Regions from separate parts of the Mus musculus genome. Here all the other regions are linked to region 1. The links are chromatin contacts, called in public promoter capture Hi-C maps. All regions are on one chromosome and are shown on one strand. Each heading gives the region's core, a stretch centred on a gene start, on an enhancer-like site or on the middle of the called end of the contact. The rest is flanking DNA. Distances are from core to core; before and after follow the strand shown. Region 1 holds the start of Gsc (goosecoid homeobox). Region 2 holds the start of Serpina11 (serine (or cysteine) peptidase inhibitor, clade A (alpha-1 antiproteinase, antitrypsin), member 11). Region 3 overlaps Syne3 (spectrin repeat containing, nuclear envelope family member 3). Region 4 has its middle 37 kb from the start of Clmn. Region 5 has its middle 15 kb from the start of Clmn. Region 6 overlaps Clmn (calmin). Region 7 overlaps Clmn (calmin).

Region 1 (4,027 bases), core at 433-2,932:
GGCTGCTCCCACGCACTGCCTAGTTCTGCGCCCAGGCGGGACCAAACTTACCGCAATGATTCTCTAACCCAGGAAGAGCAATAAGGAGAGGTCCCAGGATCTCCTCCAGTGCCAGGGAGGACTTAGCATTTATTGTACGGCTTTAGACAGCGTTGAAGTTATCTCAGACTTATCAGTGAGAGAGGAATCTCCACAAATGGTATGGAAGTCCTCTACCCAGGTCTCTCCTGGAGTAGCTGGAGAGTGGCCTGCGCGATGGCGGTGCAATTCCCGGGCTGGCACCGGGACGCACGACTTTGGGCCTCTGTTTTCGTTCTGCCCAGAGGGTCGCCTACCTTCCCGCAGGTCGCCCAGCCGCCAGCGCGCAGATCTAGGCTGGCTGCGCCTCCCGCGGTTCGGCCGTGCCTCACGGAGAATCCCGCAAATCATCACGGCCGCCCGCAGTGGCCCGACTTTTGTCCAGGCCGCTGGGGTCCCCCGGAGGCCAGCGCGGGCCTGGAAGGACAGCTAGAGGCCTTTCGGAGAGCTCGCTGATTGAGAGAGGGACGCCACTCAATATGTTGAGAAAGGAGACAGGCAGTCCCGGTAGATCCCACGAGAATTAAAGCCAAAAAAATTTTTTTTGGGGGGGGGGAAGGCACCCCTTCTCCCAGACTAATAATCAAAAATACACAGAACCTATCGGCACCCACGCGGGAAGCCTCTGGAAGCATCGCTTCAGAGCGCTCCTCTGGGTGGTGAATTTTAAAGACTGGCTGAATTTGCTCTTCACTGGTGTGTTAGGAGCTAGGGAGAGTCAGGGTAGTTTTCAGACCCAGAGTGACCGCTTTAAGAAGAAGAAGAAGAAAAAAGACAACTTGTACGAAGGCGGACGCGTTTCTACTTTCATGGTTTTTGCTCTGAGAAAATTTGGCTTTCGCAAAAACAAAAGATTTTGGGAAAGAGACGGAGGGGGGGGTGGAGAAGTGAAATTAGGCAGTGAGTTCACGGGGTAGGGGGTTGGCTGCGGGGGGGGGGCACTTTCAGTCTTAGTTGAGGGAGGACACAGCCACCCTCATTTCTTAAAAGCAAACAGATTCCGAAAGAGAGTAAAAAGTAGTCCTAAAGTAAAATTAGCCACAATGAATTTGAGCTACAACCATAGGAAATCGCACCCCATAATAGAGAGAAAAGGGTCGGGGCGGAGAGGTCGGCGGCGGAGTTGTTAACGGCGGCAGGACAATAGTATTAATAAGATTAACCTGGGCAATTAGGCCGCCCGCCCAGCAAGGCCGGGGCCGCGCCGGGGCTGCCGAATGGAAAAGATTAGGTTAATTTCATTAATTCTCAATCCACAATCTTTTTCAGGCCCTGTGGCCCCCCTCCTCTTGGCATCTCTCCCCCTCCCCTGCAAGCGCCCCCCGCCCACCCCCACCTCCCCATTCCACACCACCCAAAGGAAAAGAAAAGGACCAAATCTGGTTCTGTTTGTCATCTGCATATTACCAGGAACTAAATCCAGGATGACGTCGACTCAGTATAAAACCAACAAGAGGTTGAGCCGGTCGGAGCTGCGTCCTACCCGCGGGTTGAGTTCAGCTAGGCGGCGGCGAGGGGAGGAGAGGGCGGGAGGAGGGAGTTCGGACGCAGGGGGCGGGGAGGGGCGCGAGTTGCGCGCTCGCCCGCGCTCTCTTTCGGTTTGCTCGCCCGCGGGAGCAGAGAGTGGGACAATTCCCAACCCCCACCCCAAACAACACCACTTGGAGACTTCTTCTTCTTCGGCGCGTCCCCGCCGCCCCCCGGTCCCGACGCGGGGCTCGGGGATGCCCGCCAGCATGTTCAGCATCGACAACATCCTGGCCGCCCGGCCGCGCTGCAAAGACGCGGTGCTCCCGGTGGCGCCCAGCGCCGCGGCTCCGGTGGTCTTCCCGGCTCTACACGGGGACTCGCTCTACGGCGCCGGCGGCGGCACCTCCTCGGACTACGGCGCCTTCTACCCGCGCCCTGTGGCCCCCGGAGGCGCGGGCCTCCCGGCCGCGGTCGGCAGCTCCCGCCTGGGCTACAACAGCTACTTCTACGGGCAGCTGCACGTGCAGGCGGCGCCCGTGGGCCCGGCTTGCTGCGGGGCTGTGCCGCCGCTGGGCGCCCAGCAGTGCTCCTGCGTCCCGACGCCCCCAGGTAGGGTCGCGATCGCTCGCGAGCCGGCCTTCGCCACTGCGGCAGTCGGTGGCTGCCGGGGCATGGACGCGCGGTTTGCTTGCTTTACTCACCTGGCACCAACTTTCTCCCTTTGCAAGCCTTCCCCGTTCTCCCATTTATTTATTTATCTTTTACTTTTAATTAATTAATATATTTTTGGGTCACCGGGTACGGGGACTTTGCATACGTCTACTGTAAACTTTAGGTTAGAGTTTAAAAAGCCGAGTCACCGGGAGTCTCGGGGCGACTCCACGCGCGCGCGGGAATGAAGTGAGGACGCGGGGAGATTCTAAAGTGCCTGAACTGGCTTTTGGATGTGTGCAGGCAGACGCTCCTTCCACGTCTGGGCATCCCTGGTCTCGGTGCCCCCCAAAGACATAGCGCCCCTTGCAGACTTTTTTTATTTTTAAGTGAGCGAGGGCAGCGAGCGGGTTGGCTTACGGTGCCGAGGGAGGATGACTGACTCCCGTCCCTCTCTCTGTCGCAGGCTACGAGGGCCCCGGTTCTGTACTGGTGTCTCCGGTGCCGCACCAGATGCTGCCCTACATGAACGTGGGCACGCTGTCGCGCACTGAGCTGCAGCTGCTCAACCAGCTGCACTGTCGGCGGAAGCGGCGGCACCGCACCATCTTCACCGATGAGCAGCTCGAAGCCCTGGAGAACCTCTTCCAGGAGACGAAGTACCCAGACGTGGGCACTCGGGAGCAGCTGGCCAGGAAGGTGCACCTTCGGGAGGAGAAGGTGGAGGTAGGCAAGAGCCCCAGCGGGGGTGGGCTGGGGTGGGGGCGTCTAGCGGTCCTTCCCTGCACGCGGCTTTTGCCGGGTCCTCCTTTGGGATGTGGCCACTCTAAGAGCATCCCAGAGGCTGTGGCCTGGAGGCTGCCCGAGGGTACTTTAGGCCCAAGAAGGAAAAGAGGAAGCGTGGAGGGTGCTTCTCCTTTTGTTGGTCTTGAGCACAGCGATTGCCTGCGGATTTCTCCCTGCCAGGCTAAGGTTCCACGGTCAGGCTGTCCCCTGGCCACGCGGGGCCACCCGGTGCCCTGGTGTCGGTGGGCAGCAGCCTTTAGGTCACCACTGTTTGGTTGCGCAACAGGTCTGGTTTAAGAACCGCCGAGCCAAGTGGAGACGACAGAAGCGATCCTCCTCGGAGGAGTCAGAAAACGCCGAGAAGTGGAACAAGACGTCCTCAAAAGCCTCGCCGGAGAAGAGGGAAGAGGAAGGTAAAAGCGATTTGGACTCGGACAGCTGACGGCCGCGGCCGCGGGCCGGCCGGGGCGCTTGCCTGACGCAAGGACTTGCACAGACAGTCGATGCTACTTGCACACACCCTGCCTTGCGGGAGGGGGTCGAGAAAGCAACGAGGAGCTAGCTGTAAATAATGTACAGGCCCAGGACTGCTGGGGACAGGCGCGTGGGGACCGCAGCCCCACTGTCCCGGGCTGCCTGCGTGAGCCTCGTCCCCCACCGTAGTATTTATAGTTAAGTTAACGGTGACAATACAATAAAGTGATGGCAATGTAGACCAGCCATGTTGTATTTCCTACCCTCGTGCCATCAGTTGAGGCCTAGGAAAGAAATCTGTTTAGTTGCGATGCAGAAGGCAATTAAAAGCAGCAGAGTAGGGGTTGGGAGGTAGGACTGGGTTGCGCTGGGTATCCTGGGTCTTCGGGAAGGGGTGGGGAGTGCAGGCCGGGCTTTTGAAAGCTTCACCTTTTCTATCATTCCTTAGTTCCTTGAAGCTTCCTCAGAGCCCCTTCTCAGCCACCCACTCGGGGACCTCTGCTTTCGAAATCACCCTAGACTCAAGGCCACCCAGAATTGAATTTCTGTTCCAAAAAGAGTAGCTCTC
Region 2 (4,027 bases), core at 528-3,027, 480 kb after region 1:
CACTCCCCCTTTTTGGCCCTGGCGTTCCCCTGTACTGGGGCATATAAAGTTTGCAAGTCCAATGGGCCTCTCTTTGCAGTGATGGCCGACTAGGCCATCTTTTGATACATATGCAGCTAAAGACAAGAGCTCCCGGGTACTGGTTAGTTCATATTGTTGTTCCACCTATAGGGTTGCAGTTCCCTTTAGCTCCTTGGGTAATTTCTCTAGCTCCTCCATTGGGGGCCGTGTGACCCATCCAATAGCTGACTGTGATTATCCACTTCTGTGTTTGCTAGGCCCCGGCATAGTCTCACAAGAGAGAGCTATATCTGGGTCCTTTCAGCAAAAACTTGCTAGTGTATGCAATGGTGTCAGCATTTGGAAGCTGATTATGGGATGGATCCCTGCATATGGCAATCACTAGATGGTCCATCCTTTCGTCACAGCTCCAAATTTTGTCTCTGTAACTCCTTCCATGGGTCTTTTGTTCCCATTTCTAAGAAAGGGTGAAGTGTCCACACTTTGGTCTTCGTTCTTCTTGAATTTCATGCCTTTGGCAAGTTGTATCTTATATCTTGGGTATCCTAAGTTTCTGGGCTAATATCCACTTATCAGTGAGTACATATTGTGCGAGTTCCTCTATGATTGGGTTACTTCACTCAGGATGATACCCTCCAGGTCCATCCATTTGCCTAGGAATTTCATAAATTCATTTTTTAATAGCTGAGTAGTATTCCATTATGTAAATGTACCACATTTTCTGTATCCATTCCTCTGTGTTACAATGTTATTAGTCTTATCAGATCAAGACACAAGTTGGGTAAGAAAGCTTACAAAGGGGCTTGAGGGTATAGCTGAGTTGGTCAAGTGCAGCCCTGGAAACCTGAGGTCAGATTCCCAGAGTGCATGTAAAATGCTAGGTGTGATGGTGCGTGCTTGCAATATCACTGGGGAAGCAGCAATCCCTGGGGTTTTCTGGGCCGCCAGCATCGTCCAATCAGTGAACCTTAGGGCCTAGTGTGAGACCCTAGGGTCTTGTGTGAGACCCTGCCTCATAAAACAAGGCGGATAGCTCCTGAGGAATGACACCCTCTGGGTCTGCCCTCTGCCCTCCATGTGAACATGGCACCCCCCTCCCCCAAACACAGACACACAAACAAAAATAAAAAGTCAACTCTGTCTCATCAGGGCGCGACCATCTCTTAAACAAAATAAACCTTGGCATCAGATCTCCTGGAGCTGGAGTTACAGGCAGTTGTGAGCCACTCAATGTAGGTGTTGGGAACCAAACTCAGGTCCTTTGAAAAAGCAGTACGTGTTTTCTGCCTCTGAGTCACGGCTCCAGTGCCCACTACCTAGTCTTTCAACACTCACTAACCTTCTCTCCAGAACCTTCCACCATCTACACAGATTAGATTTAAAGTGCCCGGAAAAAAATGATGGGATGCTTGGTATGGTGGCAACGGCTCAGAGAGTGACTTGAGAGCAAGTCACTTGGTGTCGTGCGTCTCTCTGTGAAGTAGCAGTGGCCACACTTCCTCAAGGTCTCACTGGATCCTGGTTCCTACAAAGCTCCCGTTTACATGTCAGCATCTCCAACACTCCCTGACCCCCATCACCACCAATGGCACAACACCCTCAGACAGAATGGGGCACAAGTCACTTGCTTGTTTGTGGTACCAGCAGCCAGGACATACACTTTAAAAAAAAAAGTCCCATTTGTCCTATTTGCCTTCCCGTCAGTTCCAGGAACTGACCTGACAAATATCGACCAGTCTGCTGCTATGGTCTTCCAACACTATCACCCTGTGGGCAGGAGGCATTACGGGACTGTGGAGCTGGGCCCACCTGGGTGACTTCTCTGTGAGTATGCCCTGTACCCAAAATGAAGGTAGGCTATCATCTATCTATCTATCTATCTATCTATCTATCTATCTATCTATCTATCTATCTATCTATCTATCTATCTGACTGTCTGACTGTTTACCTACCTATCTACCTACCTACCCTACCTACCATCAGCTTTAGAGGGAAAGACAGGGACAATGAGTCCTGCCTAAAAAATCTTGAAGGTAGAGTTACAGGTTTTCAGGGACCGTCTCTGGAAAATTCAGCCCTAGGGAATCTTGACATATGAGCTGCCAATAATCCTGGCAAACCAACACAAAAACAGCTGGAAGCTAAGTGGCACCTTTACCAGGAACTCGGGTATGGCAACAAGCACATGCACAGAAGCCCAGGTCTGGAGCTGAGCCCTGTCAATCCTAAGCTGCAGTTTCCCTGTGTACACAGCTGGGTTAAAAGTCTCTGTGACTCCAGGGTCTCAGGAGCATTGGTTTAAAGGACAGACAGCAAACTGTCCCAGCATCAGAGGAAGACTGTGACTGTTGGCATTTCAATCGCTTCCAGGTGTTTGAGTGGCAGGTGGGAAGCAGCGGTAACACAATCATCGCTTACCCGGGTTGCTCATCGCCTGTCGATGCTCTCTCTCCCCCACGCATTTGTAAACACCTCCATCTGCAGGCCAGTGATGCAATGTGACCGATGTACCCAGCGCTTAAACAAACACTTAGAAACAAGAAGGTCAGAACTCAGCCACAGGCTTCTGCTTTTTCTCCGAGAATCTGCCTGGGAACAGAGTTAAGTGCACTAGAGCCCCAGTACACCCAGCCTAGGTAGAAATGGAACAAAGTCTCCTGTACTGTTTTTCTTACTTGCTGGTGCTTTGCAAGTTAGACTTCGTAAAGCACAAGAGAGGGGTGACATTGCCACATGGATTTTGCAAATGGAGGCCCTGTGTTGCAGAGATAGTATCACACATTGAGTAACTGCAGAGCCCCAGTTCAAGCCCAGACCGGCCTGGCTGCAGTTCATTCTTCCTTGGAAACCACATCCTTCTGCGAGTCACCTTGGGATGTGGGGTAGCAGGGTCAGGAAGGTGCCGACATCAATGGCCATGAGTGGCTCCCTCAAATTTTCTGCCCTTACTTTACCAGGGCAGACCAATTATTCAACATCATTATTCAACCATCATTCCACATCTTCCTCTGGTACTTCCATCTAAGGAAAGTCCCAAGCAGGAAACACTGTCCTTAAGCGCCATACATGGAGCTGGTGCTGGAGGGAGGATGTGACCTTAGGAGATGCCAGCCTTACTTTAGCCAGCAAGTAGCTCTCACCTTCTGTGAACATGTGGCGCCTGTAATCTGGTTGAGCACCCAGGAGCCGTGTTCCATCTGCCTCTCCCCTCCTTTCGCTCCAGCAGGTGACATTGAGCCAAAGACCATCATATGAGCAAAATGCTCAGACGGTGTTGATCGCGGTGTGGATGCTTTCAGGACAAACTAGGAACAAAGATCAGCGTGTAGCCGCTGTGTCATTAGAAGGTAGAAGGGCTGGTGTGAAGGGATGCAGGAAGGTCTCAGGGTCCAGAAGACTCCAGGCTGAAGAAGGGTAGGGGCAGTATGTCCTCTGCAGGGCTGTGGGGTGAGGGACACCTGTGAGGGGAAAAGAAGGAAGTGGAGCAAAGTGGGGTGAGCCTTGCTTTGTCCACACTGTAGGCTCGGCCCCTCCACTGCTGCTCTCATCTTGCCCTTCTTGCTCCTACCTCTCCATGAACCCTGTCAAGGTGACCAATGGCTATTCCAACGCATCTCATAATTTAAATTAGAACATAAGACACTTGGCACTTGCATGAAGGGGGCTGCCTCTGCACAAAGGAGCAGGGGTTTAAACAGATGTTTTTTGCCTTGCACTTCTGGAAACTGGAAGTCTAACATTACCATCAAAGTGATGGTTGTGCCCTTCGGAGACTGTGCAGGAGAACCTATTCCAGGCCCCTCCCTGACCCCTGGTTGCTATAACCTTCAGAATTGTGTGGTTTGCATTGGGGTCTCATCTCTGCCTGCATCTTCCCCAGGATCCTCCTGGGATACTTCTCAGAAACCCAAGTCCCTTCTTTCACAGACATTACTCATGCAGGGTTAAGGCCCCACTTAAATGACCCCATCTTACTTACTTATATCTGTAATGTCTTCACTTATAA
Region 3 (4,027 bases), core at 922-3,421, 470 kb before region 1:
AGGAGGAAATGTCACCCTAGGGGAAAGCCGTGGTCTTCTTAGACAGATAAAGCTTACGTGACTGAGCAACAATGCTGGCAGTCTCAAATGCCAGCAGTGTCATCTCTCAGTGATCATTATTTTATCATGGTGACCACTGTGACAAACCTTTTGTGATCCCAGTTTGTCAGTGTTGGGAGTAACAGCCTCACTGCCATTCTTCTGCCTGTTGGGAGTTCTCTGACATTCTGGATGCAAGGCTGGAAAGATGGCTCTGTAGTCGAGAACTTTTGTTGCTCTTGGAGAGGACCTGCGTTTCCTTCCCAGCATGCACATGGTGGCTCAGAACCATCCACAACTCCAGTTCTGTAGGTATCAGGCACACTCATGATGCACATAGATATAGGCAGGCAAATGCTCGTGCACACTCATGATGCACATAGATATAGGCAGGCAAATGCTCGTGCACATTCATGATGCACATAGATATAGGCAGGCAAATGCTCGTGCACACTCATGATGCACATAGATATAGGCAGGCAAATGCTCGTGCATATAAAATAAATACGTCTAGGGCCCATTTTTAAAAAGAATATTTTATGTGTATGAGTGTTTTATCTGCATGAATGTCTGTGCCCTTATGTGCTACATCTGTGCCTGGTGCCTTTGGAGACCAGAAGAGGACATCAGAGTCTTTGGAACTAAAGTTAAAAATAGTTATGAATCAATATTTGGGTGCTGAGTACTGAACTCAGGTTTTCTAAAAGAACAGCCATAATTTTTAACCATTGAGCCATCTCTCCATCCCTAAAAACCCTTTTTAAAAAACTTGCATGGATGAGAATCTCATATTACTGGCCCTGCCCACATCTCCCAGCATGCTTCATGGGGCCCTTGATTGGCATCCTTATCAGCCAGGTGGGGTTCTTGAGCCACTGGGCATCTGTGGCATGATGCCACCTTCTCTCTCAGGAGCTGGAGGCCCGAATCCCAGAAGGCCAGCACCTCTTTGAGAACCTGCTTCGTCTCAGGCCGGCAAGGGACCCCTCCAACGAGCTGGAAGATCTGCGCTACCGGTGGATGCTGTACAAGTCCAAGCTCAAGGACTCTGGCCACCTGCTGGTAGGTGCTGGGGCCAAAGGTTGGGGGTCCCAGGAGGCAACCATGTCTCGGGGAGACAGAATTGCATCTATGCATGTTCATTCCTGCGTGTCCATATTATCAGGCCACGGTGGCTGCTTAAAGGAGGAGAGGAACACTCTTGGCTCTCAGGTTCTTGTAATATTATTTATCCATCTTACCTCCCAGGGAGGCTGGAGTCTATGACTAAGGGCAGTGACTCCTGCTTAGTACATAAAGATGTCTTGCTCCCTCTGTGTTATAGTTTTACATCATTTCCCATTTGATCCTAGAACCACCTTCTGCTGGAATAGCTGCATCCCAGACTCCAGGGGGAATAGCTGAGTCCCACTCCTAACCCCAAGGCTAGAAGGGCCACATAGCCCTTCACTGGGGCGTGGTGTTGCCATGGGGATGCCATATGGAGCTGAATCCTGAGCCTCGGCTCCTCTCTTCCTGGCTAGCCCTTTTATCTCCTGGACCTCCTGTCCCTACGAAAACCATTGGTTAAGATAATGATAGCCTTTGTTAAAGACCATGACCTCCTAACTTGCCCGTGTAGGAGAGGGTCTGGTGACCAAAGCGAGACAAAGAAGTTAAGTGTCCTGGGTCCAGGAAGGAGCGGGTAGGGTGGCTCCCTGGACCCCACTTTTCAGCCACAGCTTGAGGCAAGCCAGGCTTTTTTGGCTCTGCAATTGCCAGGTTGGCCACTAGGTGTCAGCTCAGCCCAGGCCATATCGACCACATTCCGAGCCCTGGCCAAGGCCATCCAGACAGTGCCACCTGGACCTGAAGTGTGTTAAAAAGCTCATTAAATGGGATCCCCTGCTGGTGCAGGCTGTCCAGATGACCAGCAGTTTGAACAAAATACTCCCCTGACAGAATGAATATTCTGTTACGGGGGTTCTGCTGGGGTTTAAGTTTTACGCGCCTAGCTGACTTTTTTTTTTTTTAAACCCCATTTCTTCTCCTTTCCCTAAAATAACAGACCGAGAGTTCTCCGGGGGAGCTGACTGCATTCCAGAAGGTACGTGTCTGCCATCTGTTCCACACAGCTAGAGGGCAGAGAATGTGCAAGGCTTGGAGCCTGTGACTCTGGCGCAGGGTGTCTGGGTTTTCTAGAATGTTCCCGGAGAGCTGGAGATCACAGATGGAGAATCAGCTTTGGTCTGTAATGGGCTGGGCCCCCGAGGTGTGTGTTCTCAGGAAGCCCCAGGCTCAGGGAGGGATTGAAGTGTGTGTAGATGACTTAGCCTTGACGTGAGACTGAGAAGGACCCTGGATTTGTCATCCAGGCCTCGGGACACTCTGGAGAGAGACTGAATGCTGCACTGATTATACCTGTGACAGCAGATGTAAACCAGGACTGGCCCAGGAGCCTGGACTATCCCAGGCAAATAGATCTTGTGGCCTTTTTGGCCCCAGGGGACTCATTAGAAAGGGTGGTGGAGTCCTTTGCTCTGCCAGACAGGCTGTGCCCACTGCTGTCCACTGAAACACTTTGGCTCTTCCCGTACTGGTCACGGCGAAAGCGAGAACAGTGCCAGTTCCTGCCCTCTAGGTGGCACCCCTAAGGTGACACCAGGTGTCACACCAGATGACACAGCCTAGGATCTGGGTGTCAGGACTGGTGCTCAGTGGCCTCAGTTCTTTTTGCAGTGCTGTTTAAGGTGCTCCGGGTTTTAGAGAATGCACCCATGATCCTTAGACTCATGCATGGGCTTGGGCAGTAAGTCGTTGCTCTGCCTGTGGCAGAGGATGGCTGCCCGCTCACTTCCTGACCAACTAGCAATGAAGGGAGAGGGAGAGGCTGGGAGAAGGGGAGGGAAAGAGAGAGAAGGGGTGGGGAGGAAGGGGGAGAGGGGGAAATTGAGTACTGAGACCTGGGCATAAGCTTCAGCCAGCTAGGCTCCAACTCTCATAGTCTCTGTAACCTCCCCTAATAGGGACAGCCACCTAGGGGTCGAGCTGTCCAAACCACGATTCTGTGGGGACATCTGCAACTCAAGCCAGGACAGTCGTGGCTGGGCATCTCCATGCACTCTGCCACTCACAAGGAATAGCTTCCTTAACCCAGCTCTAAGCCCGTGGAGGGAACATCATGGAGACAAGATGTGCCCAGCAGCATGTGACTGCTAACTGGCATCAGCCTCAGCACCTAATGCTTTGCTGTCTCACAGGGTGCCTTGGAGGCCTCCCTGGGGCTCGGAGGGTCTCCCCAATCCTGTCCCTTGCTGTCCCCAGTGTTACCACTGTTTTCTTGCCAAACGTTGACCCTAATAACGTGAGTCCACAGCACAGTCTGGTTCAAAGGACCCGGCGTCACTTCAGATCCCTCGTGCCCCAGAGTCAGCATCCCTGGTGTGGACACCCTGGGTTCAATCCTGGCCTCTGGCAGCTTTGGGAGACCAAGGCTGAGCCCTGGGCCTTTCAGCTTTGTGGCCTTGGACAGATGACCCTGCCTTAGGTCTTCCCATGTCTTTCGTGATGTGTGAAATGGAAGCCCACACTGGCTTCATTTACTCTGTGGATTAATTTGAAGGCTTTTGTGAAGCCAGGAGGTGCTGAGGGAGGTGTGTTTCGCCGTAGTTCAGAATGATGTGAACTTTGTGGAGTGCAAAGGTGTCAGGAAAGGGCATGTGATCCCTACTGCCTGGCCTGGTGGCCCCTGGAGGAAATGGAAGTCCCAAGATCAGTGTTCAATCTGCCTGTGGTTGCTGCACTTTAAGCCCCTCCATGATTGAGAGTCCACATCCATGCACCCTAGGCCAGAGTTGATCAGGGGCAGCCAACCTTTAGTCACTGAGACGTAACATTATGTTCTACAAAGTTACAAAGAGCTGTTGCCGCTGTGGCCTCCTCCTCCTTCTTCTTCTTCCTCCTCCTCCTTCCTCCTCCTCCTCCTCCTTCTTCTTCCTCCTCCTCCTTC
Region 4 (4,027 bases), core at 1,039-3,538, 430 kb before region 1:
GGTACTCCAGCTTCCTGCCTTATTGTGGGACAATTATGAAGGAAGCCCCAAATTATCCCAAAGAGAAGCAGTTCTCAACTCCTGGGTCACAGCCCCTTTAGGGAGTTGCATATCAGATATCTTACACTTCCAATACTTACATTATAATTCATAACAGTAGCAAAATGACAAGTATGAAGTCGCAACAAAGTAATTTTATGGTTGGGGGTCACCACAGCATGAGGAACTGTGTTAAAGGGTATTAAAGCCTTAGAAAGGTTGAGCCACCAATGGATGGTTCGTAAGATCTGAGGACAGCGAGGGTAACTGAGGGGCTTGGCTGGCTTGCTCAGGGTGGGTTGAACATCCACAGCGCCACTCACCAGAGTCTTCAATGCGTGAGCCCACAGGCCCCAAATTCACAGAGCAAGAAACAAAATCGGAGTTCTCCCTGAAAAGTTCTATCATCATTAGTTTTTTGTTTTGTTTTTGTTTTTGTTTTTATGTCAACTTGACACAGCCAAGAGTCGTTTGACAGAGCTGGAGAGATGGCTCAGCAGTCAAAAGCACTGGCTGCTCTTTCAGAGGACCTGAGTTTGATTGCCAGCACCAACATGGTGCCTCACAAACACCTGTAGCTCCGACTCAGGGAATCCAGTGCCCTCTTCTGACGTCTGTGGCCACTGCACACACGTGGTGCACAGACATACATTCAGGCAAAACACCCATATTTATAACAACAACAACAAAACAACAATGGTTTTTTAAAAATTAAGGAGTCATTTAGGGTGAAGGAGTCTCATTTAAGGGATTGGTCAGATCAGATTGGCCGGTAGCTCTCTGTGTCTATTGGGGAATTGATCATTGATTATTGATTGATGTGGGAAAGCCCAGCTCACTCTGGCTAGTGCCGTTTCTGGGAAGGGTTCCAGGACTGTATAAGAATGCTGTTTGAGCAGGAACCAGAGGAGGGTGAGGAGGCAGTGGGCAGGACTCCTCCAGTCTCTGCTTCAGTCCCTCAGACTGCGGCCTGGGAAGTGTGAGACGCAACACAGCCTGTGCATTCAGTCAGCGTTTGTCACAACAGCAGAGAGGCCGACTAGGCCTCCTCCCTTCTCACTGCTGATTCTGAGCTCCCCGAAAGCTGTCTGGTGAAGTGCTGGAGACAGGAGGCTCAAAGCTGGAACCCTTATTTTTCACAGCTCTGGAGATCAAGGGCAGGTGGAGCTGGTTTCTGATGAAGCTTTTCCCTGTCCCTCTGGGTGTGTCCCTCTGGGTGTGGCTGCATTCAAATGCTGTTTTATGCACGGTCATGGGTTGAGGAGATGCGCAGTCAATAAAGTCCTTGCGGGGCTATTCCGAAAGGTAACCCCCTTACAGAACAGCACTGCTAGATAAGCATAAAGAACTGAGTTTGAATCCAGCACCCACGTACCAAAAACCAGGGGTGGAGGTACGCACCTCTAACTCCAGGGCAGAGACACGTGCACAGGGTGGGGTGGGGGTGGGGCTCACTAGTCTAGCTCAGAGGGCCATATCCAGGCGTAGTGAGAGACCGTGTCTCAAAAAAAAGTCAGGTGGAGTCCTGATTGAGAAACACATCCTGATGTCACAGCCTGGCTTCCACAGACATCTTTGTGCATGTGCACACATGTGACATGTGCACACACATGTGCTCTCACCTACACACACACACCAGAAAAAAAAAGGAAGAGTGATTTGTAATGAATTAGATTTTCCCTAATGCCCTCATTTAGCCATATACCTCATGAAGCCCCCATCCCCGAATGGTCACCATCTGAGGGTTAGATTCTGAGGTATGAATGGCAGGCACACCAGCCGATCACAGCGTTCCCCATGGATCTTTTATTTCAAATATGGTGGCTATTCATTTTGGTTTGGGGACCAATCAAATGCAGAAAGGGTTCCATGGATGGGACAGGGCTCTCTTAGCCAGACCCTTTCTCCCTTAGCGTGCCCTTCACTGCTTTCAAATGTCAGGGGCATGCTGGCCATCTGTTGCTCAGGCCTGGCTGTGAACTCAACCCCCAGTGAAGTTTTAAAATTCAAATCCCCTTGCAGAATATTAATTCTGTCCGCCTCCTTCCTATCCCAGATCCCAAAGGAGTTGACGGTAATTGAGACCCAACAGTCTTCTCACAGGCCAGCTTGGGTTCCCAAGGTGTAGGTGCTGTGGAGTGCTTTTATTTGCATTTTAACGGCTTTGCATCCCCCCCACCCTGAGCCCGGGAGGGGCCTGAACACTTTCCATTCCACCTGCTGCGGCCTGACACAAAGCTCTGTTTGTGTCCCTGTGGCTGTGGGGAAATGGCTAACCCTCTGCACCACCTCATCCACCAACAGGCCACAAAAAGCCCAAACATGAGGTGCAGATCAAAACAGGCCAGGCTGTGCCTCTGCCAAATCAAACAGAGAGGAAACAAGCCCGAGCCTGCAGAGAAACCAGATTCTCCTGAAATGGCGGCTGCCTGCTGTGTCTGAAAGGCCTGCTCCAATAAAGCGGCTCCGAAAGGCCCAAAGGACCCCCATGGCCCTCATCTCGGTGGTGGTGCCAATAAAATTCTCAGAACATCCAGGCCGCAGGCCCTGTAGGCACTGCCCGGACGGACGGACATAAACCAGCTATGAGCAACTGGGGAGTGGGCGGGAAGAGGCCTGCTCCTCACAAGACCCACCAGCCAGCCAGCAGCCCACAGGCCAGAAAGTAATGGAGAAGCCATTAGGGAGAGAGGGAGGCTAAGGTAGCTAGGTGGGAGGAGGGGTCTGCCACCTCTGCTCAAAACCAAGCCCAAGCCGTTAATTCCATAGGAGCTGCAGGAAGGAGCAATGGCCGCTAGCAAACACAGGCTCCTAAAGGAATCTATGGGGGAAGCGGCCTCAGGAAACAACTGCAGACCTAGAGGCTATAAACTCAATTTTGAGGGACTCAGTCTTGAGACAGTGTCTATAGTCCACAGAAAGGGAGAAGTGTGTGTGTGTGTCTGCTTGCATATATGTGACTAAGAATCCAGTCATTGGACATACGAGTTATGTGTGTGCACCCCTGTCTTCATGTGTACAGCTGACCCTCTTTATTTGTGGGAACATGGAATTGTCTATAGAGCCAGCCACCTGCCGAATTAGCTACCTGGAAGACAATGTAGTTAGAAAATAGTATTTGCATCTGTGCACTCTCATAGTTCCCTGAGCAAGACAGCATATTTATATAGCGTTAAAGTGCATGGGAGGGTGTGTACAGGTGGAATACCGAAGCCGCATCATTTACATATGGGACTCCCATATCCGTAGATTTGGGTATCTGAGGGGATTTTAGAACCAATGCTCCCTGGATACCAAGGGAAACTGTGCAGTAGGTGTGGGTATGGAGAGAGTACATGCACACATGTGTATGCATGTTTATGTGTCTGTAGAGGTCCCGAGCTTAATAAATCAAACATAAGACATATAGCTAAATTTGGGTTTAGACACATACAAAAAAAATAGGTTTTGATAGGAATATCCACCAACATTTCATAATAATATACTAAAATGTATCTTTGTTATTTTACAGGCAAAAATCAACTCGAATCTCTTAGTTTTGTTTATTATATTTAGTTTGAAAAAAAGAATGACCCCCTCCACAGAGACAGACAGACAGACAGACAGACAGACAGACACACACACACACACACACACACACACTCACACCAATACACAAAGTTGTCCTTGCAGAGGTTTGAGTGAAGCGCCCAGCTAGCCTAGTTCAGGGCTGTGACATAAATTCCTGGAGGCCATCACACACTGGGATAGAATCCAGTCTGTCACCTGGAAAAGAGCCAGGAGACTTTCTTGGTGAACGGTAGTGGAGAGGGGAAGCCATTTGCCACCTGGACAGTCTGTGCCTTGGCCCTCTGCAGTGCCCATGGCTTGCCGGCAGCTTCATAACTAGCTAGACAGGGCAGCCAGAGGATGTGTCTAGCAAGTGAGGCCTCCAAGGGTCCACTCTAGGGCCCCAGTGGGAGATCACAGACCTAGTAGGAGATGGGAG
Region 5 (4,027 bases), core at 387-2,886, 410 kb before region 1:
ACAGTGCAAAGGTCTTGGGGTGTGTGCCTAGCTCAGCTAGGTCCCCAGTGTGGCGGGGGAAGGGCCAGACCAAGACACAGCACAAGTCATTCAGGTTGCCATCACTAGCCTGGCATGGGGTGTGTGTGTCAGGGGGACATGAATCCATAGTGATGGAGATCAATGAGGAGCCAGGTAGATGTGTGGAGGCCAGCAAGGGGTGGCCACCATTGTCCTGGGAGAGATGGGGGCAGCACAGTCAGGCTACCGGTTTTATTTGATGTTTATGTAAAAGTGGTGGCTTAATGTGACACAAGTGGGAAGTGAGAGAGGGGGAAGGGGACAAAGGCTTCGGCTGGGCTGGCCAGGACGGTAAGCCCCACTTCTCACGCTGTGACCCGAAAATACAGTTTCTCATGTTGTGGTGACCCCTCAACCATAGGATGATTTCGTTGCTACTTCATAACTTTGCTACTGTCATGAAACATGATATAGATATCTGTGTTTTCCAATGGTCTTTGGCAACCCCAAAGGGGTCGCAACCCACAAGTTGAGAACCACTGCTCTGGAGGAAAACCCCTGGCAATTCTAGGGGACTGGACAAGCTGGCTAGGTGTCGTGAGGACAGTTGCTATCTATGACAGCCATGTTGTTTGGGGCACACATCAGTGTGTGGTAAGGCCACCAAAACCCCCGAGCTTGGCTGAGGCGCACTAACACCGTGCTTCATTCTGACAGGGCTGTGTAAGGGGAAACCTAGCAGGAAAGGTGGGCTTTTGTTATGCACCCAGAGTTGGGGCTGTGAAGAATAGGGAGAAGTCAGCCCAGTTGCATTTAGTGCTATAAAGCCTGTTATTCTGGCACCTTAGGAGGCTGAGGCCAGAGGGTTGCAAGTTCAAGGCCTGCCTGGAGAACTTGGTAAGGGATCTGGCTCACAATAAAAAGTAAAGAACAACAAAACATAGAGCTCAGATATAGCTGAATGATAAGGTGGAGGCCCAGCATGCACCAGGCTCTGGGGTCTCTCTGCTCCAGAGGCTGCGGCCTCCAGAATGGGCCTGAGGAAGTTCCCTTGCCCAGAGCCTGTCCTTCCTCCGTAACAGCTGCTGCCTGCCTCATGTAGGCTGAGGAAGCCTGGTGGCAAGGTCAAGGCCACCCTGTCCCTTGGAGTAATTGAGGATGACAACAGTATTTTGCGTCTCACGGAGACTAGTGGAGATCAAAGGCAGCATGAAGGAGCAGCTGCGACAGGCTGGAATTCCCTGGCAATTCTGAAATTACTGAAATTGGCCACAGTTACGACTGGTTCCATGAAGACTGCCGGCTCCCCGACACTGAGGGATGAGGGCCTGACAGCGGGGTGAGAGTGGTCCGAGGCGCGCCTGGTGGAAGCTTGCGCTAACCAAGGTTCAGACTTCAGGATGGATTACAGGTCCGGAGATGACTAAAATGGAACCTGGGAGCCTTCTTGGGGATAGAGAGGAATTAGAGGACCTTGAAAGATATGTGAGGGGAGGAAGTGAGTTCCAGAGACTGGCTGTCATGGTGGCTGTGTTGGCCTCTCAGTAGAGGTGCCTGTTGGTTCTCTGCCCCAGGACCCTGGCCAGAGGGTCGATGCATGAACAGCTTGCCTGAGAAAACCACTGACCAAAGGACTGTGAAAGGAAGCAAGCTCTGAGCCCCTGCTGTGTGACAGAGGCTACTCCTGCCTTACCAAGGATGGGATCTGAGGGACCGGTGGTAAAGAATTCAGGCAGCCTGAAAGTGACTTTCAGGTCAACTCTCAGGCTCCAAGGTCCCATGGTTCCAACCAAGGCTCCAAGCCAGCCTGAGGCTGCTCGCCCCACCCCCATCTGCTACCTCAGATCCTGAAAGAGTCTGCGAAGGGAATGTTCCTCACAGAATGTCCCTGTTCCGTCAATATGGCACCATTATTAAGTAAATGAGGAAGCTTATTTAATTGAGGCCCCAGAGTTTGCTTTTAAAAGTACGTGATGAATTGAAAGCTTGAATAGCGGTGTCATTCGCTGACAGGAACAATCAAGATATCCCATTAACTCTAGGCTGAGAGGATGTGTGGCTGTGCTTTCGCTGGATGCCTTCGTGGAGGGAGCATAGACCTCCCGGGCTGCTCCGTGGTGTCAGGCCAGGTGCCATCCTATCACAGGCTCTTGCTGTGCTTTCACCCCTCTTCAAAGGCTCTCCCTGTGGCAAGGCCGCCTCCATCACTGTTAGCAGGATGATGCGAAGAATCACTTCCTACTCTTCAGGGTATGGCAGGCCCAAGAGGCCCCCCATCAGGGTAATGGAGCCTTGGGTAGAGGCATGGGGCAGAACAGGCCCGGAGGCGGGAACCCTTGGGAATGTTTCCAGGGTCACTGCTCTGTCCTCTATTGGACAAGTCAGCTTCTTGCTTTTTTTTCTTTTTTTCTTTTTTTGGTTTTTCAAGACAGGGTTTCTCTGTGTAGCCCTGGCTGTCCTGGAACTCACTCTGTAGACCAGGCTGGCCTCGAACTAAGAAATCTGCCTGTCTCTGCCTCCCAAGTGCTGGGATTAAAGGCATGTGCCACCACCAAATGCTAGTTTCTTGCATTTTTAACACTGCTTCCCTCTGCTTAAGACAGAAACAGCAGGGGAGCGAGGGACTGCCCTGGATGGACTGAGCTGGTCCTAGTTCACTCTGTGGCTATAGAACATGAATCTTGTGGCAGTTTGAAGAATTACCCCATAGGGTCATATGTTTAATACTTGGTCCCCAGTTGGTGGAACTGTTTAGGAAGGATTAGGAGGTGTGGCCATGTCGAAGGAGGTGTGTCACTAGAAGGCTTTGAGGTTTCAAAAGCCCATGACATTTCCTGATAGCTCTTTCTGCCCTGTATGTATTTGTGGATCAAGATCTAAGCTCTCGGCTGCTGCTTTAAAGCCATGCCTGTCTGGGTATTGCCATGTTCCTTAACCACGATGGTGATGGACCCAGCCTCTGAAGGTGTTAGCAAGCCCCCAATACACTTTCCTACACGTTGCCTTGGTTACGGTTTCACAGCAATTGAAAAGTAACATAGCAAGCCTCTTGGTGGAGAATCCCATCAGCTGGCCCATTCCCAGAAGCAGCTCTTCCTACAGAAGTCAGGATGCTTGTATCAGCGGGAGTGGGCATGGATGTCAGACAGGCGGAGTCAACATTTGCCTGTCGGCCCTTTCTCTCCACGCAGTGGAGATGCCTTCCTCTCAAACATGTGGCAGAAAGTGTGAGCAGCCACATGCCTGGCCTCGCCTACGGAACAGTGGTGATTCTCAACCTTCCTGAAGCTTCAACATTTCAACAGTTCGATACGTTGTGGTGACTCTCAGCCATGAAATTTTGTTGCTATGCCATAACTAATTTTGTGACTGTTAATGAATCATGATGTAATTTTCTGATATACCGGATATCTGGCATGTGACTCCTGTGAAAAGAGATCATTTGACACCCTCCCCCCGACCCCCAGAGGTCACGAACCACAGGTTGAGAATTGCTGCTGTTATCTAGTGCCGTGACAGCCTCCCTGGGTCTGTGGCTGTTAGATGAGCTGTATACTCCTGCTGTTGGGACTGGATTCTTAGGCCACTTCTCTGAGCCCAGGTGTCTCCTTCCATGAAAAAGAGAGGTGGGCACTCCAATATTTATATCATTCTCTCCTCTTCATTTTGGTCTGCTGTCCATTTGGGGGTGACTCAGAGAAACTCAAGGAATCCTTACTGCAGGTGTCCTGAAGTCATGGTGATCGTCTGAGTAATTAGCTCACATGCTCTATGGGGACACCAGGTCCCTGTGGTCCCCATGGAACTCCCCTGTGACCTTTATACTCTACACATGATTCTGCCTTCCCTTCAAGAGGATCCATTTGAGGTGTTCCGGGGCGCTAGATGCTGGCATGCGGCGTCCCCTCAAGCCATCTGACAGGCATAAACATGTAATTTTGCGCTGGAGGACAAATCAAACCAAAGAGAAATAAGGTAACGTGTGCTTAGCCTATCTCAGGAATCTAGCCTCCTCCTGGGTAACGAC
Region 6 (4,027 bases), core at 490-2,989, 340 kb before region 1:
GAGGCTGGGAAATGCTTTAACAACCGAGAAGATTGCAGACGCAAAGTTGGAATTCTGTTAGGAACAGGAAGGAGATGGCCATGGGTATTAGGACAGCCGCAGCCTACTCCATCAGCCCCCCAGCATCCTGGATACCCTCTTCCCACCCCCTTCTCAGACCTGATTATGTTTCTCCCTGGAGAGAACGACAGAAGGCTTCGCTCTGAGGTTGCAGCTCACAAGAGATCGTGCCAGCTTCTGGGCTAGGTTGGAATGTGCCTGGGTTTTTCAGGATTACATACTTGATTAAAAGCTGAGGTCATTCGCCGTGCTTACAAGGTCAAAGAAAGTTCCCGGGTGACCATAACACAGTCATGAAGAGGCAGCGAGATAAACCACCCAGGAAGGGTAAGAGGCAGACCTGAGGTAGAGGATCCCATTGCATATATGAGGGCAGAGTAGTAAAAATAAGGAAAGGACCAAGGGAAGTATGGAGGGGCTTAAGTTGGTCTGTGACACCCCCCCCTTTTGTTGGATTTTCTGAAATTTTCTAGTGTAGATATCTAACAATTTTACAAACAGAAAAATTCTTCCTGTCAGATGTATATGTGAATATTTCTCCAAAGGTGGTCTTGAGGACAAACAAATTATTTGCACAAGGGTGAGTGAAGAGTCACAGTTATTCATTTATTTGATGCTTCGTGTCTGCAAGACAAGTGTGCCTACTACCGAGCTTCATCCCCAGCCTCCTTCTTGCTTCGTATTTTGAGTTTAGGTCTTCCTAAATTGCTCAAGCAAGCCCTCCTAGTAGCTGGGACTACAGGCCTGCACCACCAGGCCTGGTTTAACAATTAATTTTTAAATACAAATTGAAATTTATATCAAATAGATGCATACACACAAAATGAAGTCTCCGGCGAGCCTGCCCCTCCCCCAGGCCACTCTACCTTAAACCTAGGAAAACATCTCCCCTATGACAGCATCCGAGCCTTGAATCTGAGACCCTCGCCTTGCAGAATTGGCTGAAATAGTTCGAATAGCAGATAACACAGGGACTGGAAATCAACATCCCTTACAGAGGGGCCCATCAGTGTGACAGGTGGCTCTCAGCTGGGTGTGACGACCTAGTTAGGAAGGACTTGGATGGTTTTGAATTCAGTGGGGCTGGAGAGTCAGGAAGTATTGCGTAATGGTTAGAGATGTGAGCTTTGGGGCCCAAGTGGGTTCGGAACCTGGTTCTGTCACTCACTAAATGGGTGACCTTATTTCTCCCTGCCTCGGTTGGCACGGTTTCAAAGTGGTGACCAGAGTACTCCTGTCAAGGGCTCTTTAACTTTTGTTGCTTGATTTAAATCCCCTAATGTGAACATTACATATCCTGGATATTTGTTTTAGTTGCAAGCTTTCAGACTACAGTTTGCTCATTTTGGGGTGACGAGTCGGGATCTAGTAAGGACCACACATTGCAGACTCTGTCTCCAGGTCCCTCTCTTTGATCTTCCCATCCCTGCCATGTGAAGTTTGCTGGTTGAAGACTAGAATGGTTCTCATTGTAATCTGCCAAAACCCCACAATGGAGGGCATGGTTAAGCTAAAAGGAGTCGCAGCAGCTACGGAGCCGGGCCCCAGCACCAGCTCCTGTCCTCCTAGGGCTCTACCTGGGATTGTTACCCGCACCACCAGCCCAGACGTGGTGTGAGCTGTGTGCCTCTGCCCAGGGAATGCAACCCGAGAATACCTCATTCCAGAAGGAAAGCACTATGGCCAGTGAACATTGGCTTCTGTGGCAAGGCTGCCTCTAGTCAGGCAGCCCTGTCTTGTGCTAATTACTGTGAGCTCTTGTTGTCCCAGCTGGAGGAGAGCGTGAAGCTCCTCACCTTCCTGTCACAGTTTGCGGTCTTTACAGTCACACTGTCACTTTCTGTTGCAGGCAGAAACTGTAAACAGGGAGTCTTGTGTTCTTTTTTTTGAAGTGAATATAGCCGGCTGGCCATCCTTACCTTTGTATTCGGAATGGACCTTTTCTGCCTGCACCGCCCTCCCTCCCCTCCCCTGTCCCCCCCACCCCGCTCCGCCCCCTCCCTCTCCAGACCTGCTGTCCTAGATACAAACTTGTCTCTATGTGCCTGGCACTTCTCCAGTTTTAGCACCTAACGCCCTGCTGGGATTCCCTTAGTCCTGTGTGGACAGGGACAGCGGGTCACCTTCATGGCTGGGCAAGTACACTGAGATTTGAGAGGGACTTGTGGACCTCATTAAAGGCAGATAGGCTTTAAAATGCAAATTAAGGGAATGTGTATGTTTGTGCAAACACAGGGTTGTGTGTTCAATCTCCATTTTTTAAGTGTGATTGGAATGCAGAGGTCATGCTGATTCTCGTCATTGGGCCTTGGAGCTCTGCTCTTGAGTGACAACTAAGGACAGCCTTTCTTCTAGGACTGCACTAACCCTGTGACGAAGGCCCTTCTGGAAGGGCCCATATTGTCACACTTGCTCTGAACAGGGGCTCAAGCAGCCTGGGCACAGTCTCCTTCCCAGAGAAGGTGACAAACTAGACTGCCAACTTGTCTGAGGTGGGTGGCACAGGTATGGCTCCTACCTTCCCCACACCAAAGTTTGACACAACTGTAATGTGGTAACTCTCTTCTTCTCAGTGGGTTCCAGGTCTGCTCTCTCTCTCAATCTTTATAGGGCAGGGTAGTGGTGTCTAGAAATGGCATGCCTTCTGCCTGACTCCATCCTGTTGGCCAGAACTCAGCCATGTGACCCCACCACCTACCTGCGTGGAAGGCTGGGAAAAAGTAGTCTTTGCCATTGCCACCACATAAGCTATCAGCCATCCACTTTGCACTCTGTAAGGAGCCGGTGCAAGCAGCTCCCCCATCTGTGGTCCTCCCTCTGGTTTCCAAAGCAAGATTCTGTAAGGACACTGTGTTTTATATAGAAAAGTCTGGCCTCAAATGAACTTGGTTTGAGTGGAGTTACAGAAGTGTATGTGTGTGTGTGTGTGTGTGTGTGTGAGCATATGTGTACATGTATGTAACTATGTGTGTGAATGTGTCTATATGTATGTGAGTATGTGCATGTATGTGTGTACATGTATGTGACTATGTGTGTGCATGTGTATGCACGTTTGTATGTGACTATGTACACACAACATATGTGTACATATAGGTAACTGTGTGTGAATGTGTATATGTATATGTGAGCGTGTACATGTATGTGTACATGTATGTGACTGTGTGTATGTGTGCACTTGTATGTAAATGTGTGTGCACACGAGTTGTGTACATATACGTGACTATGTTTATGTGTATGGGTATGTGAATATGTGTGTATATACTCGAGCACACACATGTGTATGTGTGTGTGAATGAGGGCATGCATGTATGCCATAGTACATGTATGAAGGGTTAGAGAACAGCTTCAGGTGTCGGGCTTTCTCTGTGTCTTGTTTGAGGCAGAGTCTCCCTTTGTTGTTCTCTGCTGCCTGTGGCAGATTAGCAGGCCTATAGACTTCTGGGAATTCTACTCTGTCTTGTCATCTCCTTGTGGGAGCACTAGAATTACAGATACATGTTATCGTGACTGGCTTTACATAGGAGCTAGGGATTTGAACTCAGGTCCTCATGTGTGTGTGTGGGAGTACTCTGTAGTGAGTACTCTGTAGGATATAGTTTGGAAAGCACTGATCTAGAAGTCTCTCATTTTTATGGAAATGTTGGCTTGAAAAAAAAAAGTGCCTAAGTTTGTGGTTTCACAAAGTGTAGTCCTTTGGTGGATCATGGCGTCAGAGGCCCAGAGATGAGTCTTCATGGGATGTGAATGAGGAATCTGCTGCTGTGGCAACATACCCGAGAAAATCATCTGAAAAGGGAAGCCAGGCTCCTCCGGCTCTGTCGGAGGTCAGAGGGCATGGTCTGTGGTGTGGCTCCGTCATGATGCTTTGGACCTGGGGGAGGCAGGACTTCACAGCAGGATCCTATGATGGAGAAAAACCACCCACCCCGGGGTGGCCAGAAAGCAAAACGAAAGAATGGGGTTGAGG
Region 7 (4,027 bases), core at 509-3,008, 320 kb before region 1:
ATGTAAGTGTTTGAAGCCTGTCTGGTCAAGACAAGCTTGCCTTGGAAGAAAAGAGTGGGAGTTGAAGTTTGGTGCTCATCTCTCGGGAAATGTGGAAAGGCTTGATGGGGGAATAGCCAAGTTCTTCCAAGCTTAGGGTGAAGGGAAGTCACTCAGAGAAGCTACATTTTAAGATATGGCTCCTACGCCCTGCCCACCCTATTTGCACCTAGGCGGTCTGGGAGAAGGCCAGCAGCTGTTGGTTAGCAGAGGTTTGGGACTGATCGCTACAATGTATCTCTCTCTTGGAACTTAAGGACAGGGCACAAGGTTTGGGACTGATCGCTAAGATCTATCTCTCTCTCTCTCTCTCTCTCTCTCTCTCTCTCTCTCTCTCTCTCTCTCTCTCTCTCTCTCTCTCTCGGAACTAAAGGACAGGGCTTGGGACTGATCGCTACAATGTATCTCTCTCTTGGAACTTAAGGACAGGGCGCTCAGTGTGGCAGAGGCAAGGACCTGGCTCTGTCATAGAGAGTTCTGGATCTGCATTTGGAACTCTTTCTGATCCTTCACAGGTGGGAAGGGGAGGCCCACAGGTGGCATCCCTAAAGCGGTTTGTTTCAGGACAGTCTGTGTGAAAACAGTGTTCAGTTTGTCTGGCCTATCTGCAGACTAAACCATTCCCCTAGAGTGCAGACCCTTTGAGGTCGTGTGTGTAAGACAAGCAGATGTGTGTGCTATCTCAGCACAAGGAGTACTGGGTGAGGAACTCCAGTAGCTCATGAAGGGACCTGGAGAGTCAAGGATGGAGCCCAGGATCCTGGAATATCTCAGAAGCTGCTGAAGGGTGGGAGCAGGCATGCCTCCACTTTCCTGCCCTGATGCTTCTGGCGGCTCTCACCCAGGCTGGGGCAGGCAGGCACTCACCACTGCAATGTTATCCCAAGCTGAATGGATGTGAATGTCAACCCTGAGGCTGAGCAAGAGCTTGGGGAGCACGTTTACCACCACAGAGGAAGTGGGATGTGTCCCCAATTGCCACACAGCAGAGAAAGACCTGGATGCAAGAGGTTTAAGTGATGGTGACCACTAAACACCCCAGTGCATATCGGATATCAGAGTCCAAAGGTGCAAGCAAGTCCAGGAATGTACCAGCTGACAGATGGGTCGGCACTCTTGGGGAAAATTACTTGGCTGTGGAAAATAAGTTGGTGCTGGTGTGTGTTAAGGCGTGGGGCCTCAAACACAGTATACTGAATAACAGGCAGACAGATGTAAAGGGTGCTTCTTACGTGATACCATCTGTGTGAAATTTCTGTGATGGAGAAATGGCTTTAGAGAAAGTTAGACCGAAGGGGAGGCAGAGGGATGCCAGATGACAGCTAGTAAGTCCAGGGCTGCTCTTAGAAAGGGTGAATATGTTCTACAATCTGCTCCAGTGGTCTTTACACATGTCTGCAGATACACCAAACCCACAGAACTGAATGCTCTAAATGGGAGGCTTCAACAGCCCGCCGACCACAGCTCAGTGAAGCTTTAAATACAGTGAAGTTTAAAATACAAGCACTTTCCCAGATTCACTCTGTGGGCTCAGGAACACTGTGAGCCTCTGCTTGAGCAAGGATCAAGCTTGCCTTTGTATGACTAGGCCTGGGTTTCCAATCCTGGCCTCCCCACTCACTTCTAGGGACTGTGGGGAAACCATATACCTCTCTAAATAGAAGGAACAGAGACAGAACCTTCCTCAGAGCAATACTGAGGGGGCGGTGTGCACACCCCTGCCAAGGGCCGTGTGCCCTCTTTCTGCCGCTTCGCTGGCTTGACTGAACTCCCTGGTGGCACCACCCACCTGTGTTCCATCATTAGCATAACTCTCAGGAAGCTTTGTCTCCCCTGAATGCTTTACTTGGGACAGGAGGCGTGGCTTCTAGCAGCTGCCTAGGTTGCCCCTTCTGGTGGCCTTGAGATCATCTCCCACAGTGAATGCCATGTGGGTGACTCTGGTCACTTACCCAGGCAGGGCCTAGGCTTGCATCCCAGTGTCTTTGTGGATTTGGGCTGTGCCTAGCATAGGGGAGAACCAGTTATAAGATGGTTGAGGTCCAGAGGAAAGAACAATGCTCTTGCTAGCAGCAGCTGCTTGGCGCTCCAGGGCATGAAGAGGAGCCTCTGACTCACACAGGAGAACGTATGGCCTGCCGAATCTACATTCGAGGTGCTCCTGCCATGGATTAATCTAAACATACGGTGCCATGGGAAAAGCATGGCCGAGGCCTGGCCTTCCGGCCTCCACGTGTGAGCCTTTTCCAGGCTGTCTGCTCTAGTGACTGTACAGCACCACAGACCACTGAGCCCACCTTCCCTTCAATTAGTTATTCTTCACAGAAACATCCCAGCCTGGGCGCGTGGGAGCTCAGTGTCTCATTTGGGTCCATTTCCCAGACAGATAGGACAAGTGTAATGTGGTCCAGGGGTGGGGGGTTATTCAGGGGGAAGATGATGATGGAGAGGAGACAAGATAAGTTCCCAGGGACAAGCTGTGGCCCATTCTGAGAATCCACAATATGACTTAAGGAGCCTTATTTATCCCTCTTTGTGCCACTGCCTGGATTTCTAGGACAATCCTCAGTGGCTCTGCTGGTGCCTGGGTGGCGGTGCCCAGAGCTGGGAAGTAGCTACAGACACCAACCAAAGCTGTTGTTCTGGGGTCCTGGGACCAGCCAGTGTGCACTCTTCTTTCTCCTCAACTGTGGGACCAACTCTGGGACCTCAGGAAGTCACTTAGGCTGAGCTTTGGCTTTGTCACCTTTGAAATGGGGCCATGGAGAGTGAGACTAACCTGGGAACCCACCCGTAGTGGTCAGTGCTCTGTCGGGGAAGCCATTGTCATGAAGGTTTCCAAGTCACTCTTCTAAACCTATCAGCTCAGAGAAGAGAAGAGATGCTCCCACAACCCAGCAGGCTCATTTGTATTCAGTGTGGCAGAACAAACTGAGTTAGAAGCGGGGAGGCGGAGCACTATCCCTAAAGATCTGAAGCATGGTGATTTTATCATCTGTCTATCACCAAGGAGAGTAGAAGGCTCCGTCCTCCAGGGAGGACTATACTCTGACGATGAGGATGACAGAATCCCTTAAGTAGTTGTAGTTCACTGGGCTAGAATGTTCTATAAACTGCAAACCAGAGAATGCTTCCAGGAAGACCTGGCTGGTAGGAAAACAGAAGAGTTTCCACAAGTGATTGGTTATGTGCTGTGAGCGCTGCCGGGGGAGCCTGGACGGAAGATTGGCTCTGAGTTTGATGGCTTGTATCCCTCTTAGTATTGACAACTTCCTTCCTGGCCTCCAGTCTGCCGGCGATGAGCCCGTGTTGTCTCAATTACCTTCTTGGCAGCGGCTGTGAATGGCCCGTCAACCAGGGAGCTGGGCAGTCAGCCTCAATCAGGCAACCCTAGGCCTAACTGATGTTGTCAGAGCCCCCAATAAACCGATAAGATCAGAGATGTGAGCCAACGCAGTTTAAAGGCCTCATGACAGAAAGGGAGAGTGGAGCGAGAATCGGCTGTATGACAGACAACCTCTCTTAAGTTTTTCCCCACCCCCCACCCCCCAGTGTCCCAGGATAAAGTTTGCAATGTGGGTTTTAAAGGTTGCTCTGCTGAGCTCATTCATCCCATTACATCCCTGGAGACAGCTGTGTACATGTATGAAGTGTTGCTCAACGAGGAGAGGAAATGAGACAGAGGCCGACAGCTTTCGAGGCCCCGCTCACCCTCTCCACTCTAGGGCCCTTCCAGAGAGGTTGGCAGGAGGCTGACCGCTGGACTGTGAACTCAGTGATGGTTGTAAGTGCTGACCCTCCATCCTGAGCCTGCACAGGACACTGTGTGTGCGTTAAAGTGCAGAATGGGCTTTGCAGGGTGTCAAGCACTTGCTGCTTAAGAGGACCTGAGTTTTGATACTAGATAGCTAACTAGAACCTGCATAAAAAACACAGGTGCTGTAATCCCAGTGCCCCGCTCCAGGCAAGGTGGGACCAGAGACAAGAG

Evidence for each region. Promoter capture Hi-C pulls out the DNA fragments that hold promoters and counts their contacts.
Region 2: a promoter capture Hi-C map of hippocampal neurons shows a contact between it and region 1, with 5 times the contacts expected there. The contact joins the promoter of Serpina11 here to the promoter of Gsc in region 1. A contact is called at or near these places in 5 of 39 promoter capture datasets (hippocampal neurons, liver, macrophages and 2 more), 2 of 115 datasets of contacts at active chromatin or transcription factors (embryonic stem cells and kidney) and 2 of 9 other capture datasets (liver and macrophages).
Region 3: a contact with region 1 is called in a promoter capture Hi-C map of hippocampal neurons, with 7 times the contacts expected there. The contact joins the enhancer-like site here to the promoter of Gsc in region 1. A contact is called at or near these places in 13 of 39 promoter capture datasets (the 3T3-L1 cell line, cranial neural crest, embryonic stem cells and 6 more), 3 of 15 datasets of contacts at CTCF or cohesin (embryonic stem cells, large pre-B cells and stem cell-derived epiblast-like cells), 4 of 484 Hi-C or Micro-C datasets (LSK cells, cortical neurons and embryonic stem cells), 14 of 115 datasets of contacts at active chromatin or transcription factors (craniofacial prominence, embryonic basal ganglia, embryonic forebrain and 6 more) and 1 of 9 other capture datasets (embryonic stem cells).
Region 4: a promoter capture Hi-C map of embryonic stem cells shows a contact between it and region 1, with 3 times the contacts expected there. The contact joins the enhancer-like site here to the promoter of Gsc in region 1. A contact is called at or near these places in 18 of 39 promoter capture datasets (the 3T3-L1 cell line, 3T3-L1-derived adipocytes, the C10 cell line and 11 more), 1 of 484 Hi-C or Micro-C datasets (embryonic stem cells), 8 of 115 datasets of contacts at active chromatin or transcription factors (craniofacial prominence, embryonic basal ganglia, embryonic forebrain and 4 more) and 1 of 9 other capture datasets (embryonic tail).
Region 5: a promoter capture Hi-C map of second pharyngeal arch cranial neural crest shows a contact between it and region 1. The contact joins the enhancer-like site here to the promoter of Gsc in region 1. A contact is called at or near these places in 8 of 39 promoter capture datasets (the 3T3-L1 cell line, cranial neural crest, embryonic stem cells and 4 more), 1 of 484 Hi-C or Micro-C datasets (embryonic stem cells) and 4 of 115 datasets of contacts at active chromatin or transcription factors (embryonic forebrain, embryonic limb bud, embryonic stem cells and 1 more).
Region 6: a contact with region 1 is called in a promoter capture Hi-C map of epiblast stem cells, with 2.7 times the contacts expected there. The contact joins the enhancer-like site here to the promoter of Gsc in region 1. A contact is called at or near these places in 10 of 39 promoter capture datasets (the 3T3-L1 cell line, 3T3-L1-derived adipocytes, cranial neural crest and 5 more), 4 of 115 datasets of contacts at active chromatin or transcription factors (craniofacial prominence, embryonic limb bud, embryonic stem cells and 1 more) and 1 of 9 other capture datasets (embryonic stem cells).
Region 7: a contact with region 1 is called in a promoter capture Hi-C map of embryonic stem cells, with 2.5 times the contacts expected there. The contact joins the enhancer-like site here to the promoter of Gsc in region 1. A contact is called at or near these places in 9 of 39 promoter capture datasets (the 3T3-L1 cell line, 3T3-L1-derived adipocytes, the HPC-7 cell line and 6 more), 1 of 484 Hi-C or Micro-C datasets (embryonic stem cells), 4 of 115 datasets of contacts at active chromatin or transcription factors (craniofacial prominence, embryonic limb bud, embryonic midbrain and 1 more) and 1 of 9 other capture datasets (embryonic stem cells).

Annotation. Positions count from the first base shown.
Region 1 is chr12:104,470,891-104,474,917 of GRCm38.p6, reverse strand. Gsc (goosecoid homeobox) reads left to right here and starts at 1,682. Exons shown (of 3, transcript NM_010351.1): 1 at 1,682-2,157; 2 at 2,666-2,925; 3 at 3,272-3,709. The coding sequence starts at 1,803. The coding sequence ends at 3,427. It overlaps Gm10000 (a long non-coding RNA gene), which reads right to left and starts at 1,388. Exons shown (of 6, transcript XR_381874.2): 1 at 336-1,388.
Region 2 is chr12:103,987,707-103,991,733 of GRCm38.p6, reverse strand. Serpina11 (serine (or cysteine) peptidase inhibitor, clade A (alpha-1 antiproteinase, antitrypsin), member 11) reads left to right here and starts at 1,777. Exons shown (of 5, transcript NM_001166350.1): 1 at 1,777-1,845.
Region 3 is chr12:104,937,680-104,941,706 of GRCm38.p6, reverse strand. It overlaps Syne3 (spectrin repeat containing, nuclear envelope family member 3), which reads left to right. Exons shown (of 19, transcript NM_001042699.2): 17 at 952-1,101; 18 at 2,087-2,125. Among named protein-coding and RNA genes, the nearest start is that of Syne3, 59 kb to the left of the region's middle. Within about 2 kb of position 2,171, at least 28 of the 459 cell types and tissues checked have an H3K27ac peak or open chromatin away from gene starts, as enhancers often do. A contact at or near this core is called in embryonic limb bud, forebrain and hippocampal neurons, where this site is marked.
Region 4 is chr12:104,899,847-104,903,873 of GRCm38.p6, reverse strand. No RefSeq gene overlaps it. Among named protein-coding and RNA genes, the nearest start is that of Clmn, 37 kb to the right of the region's middle. Within about 2 kb of position 2,288, at least 35 of the 459 cell types and tissues checked have an H3K27ac peak or open chromatin away from gene starts, as enhancers often do. A contact at or near this core is called in embryonic stem cells, where this site is marked.
Region 5 is chr12:104,877,715-104,881,741 of GRCm38.p6, reverse strand. No RefSeq gene overlaps it. Among named protein-coding and RNA genes, the nearest start is that of Clmn, 15 kb to the right of the region's middle. Within about 2 kb of position 1,636, at least 28 of the 459 cell types and tissues checked have an H3K27ac peak or open chromatin away from gene starts, as enhancers often do. A contact at or near this core is called in second pharyngeal arch cranial neural crest, where this site is marked.
Region 6 is chr12:104,815,468-104,819,494 of GRCm38.p6, reverse strand. The region is part of intron 1 of Clmn (calmin); the gene reads left to right. Among named protein-coding and RNA genes, the nearest start is that of Clmn, 48 kb to the left of the region's middle. Within about 2 kb of position 1,739, at least 27 of the 459 cell types and tissues checked have an H3K27ac peak or open chromatin away from gene starts, as enhancers often do. A contact at or near this core is called in epiblast stem cells, where this site is marked.
Region 7 is chr12:104,793,017-104,797,043 of GRCm38.p6, reverse strand. Clmn (calmin) reads left to right here. Exons shown (of 14, transcript NM_053155.2): 4 at 1-2. Among named protein-coding and RNA genes, the nearest start is that of Dicer1, 43 kb to the right of the region's middle. Within about 2 kb of position 1,758, at least 14 of the 459 cell types and tissues checked have an H3K27ac peak or open chromatin away from gene starts, as enhancers often do.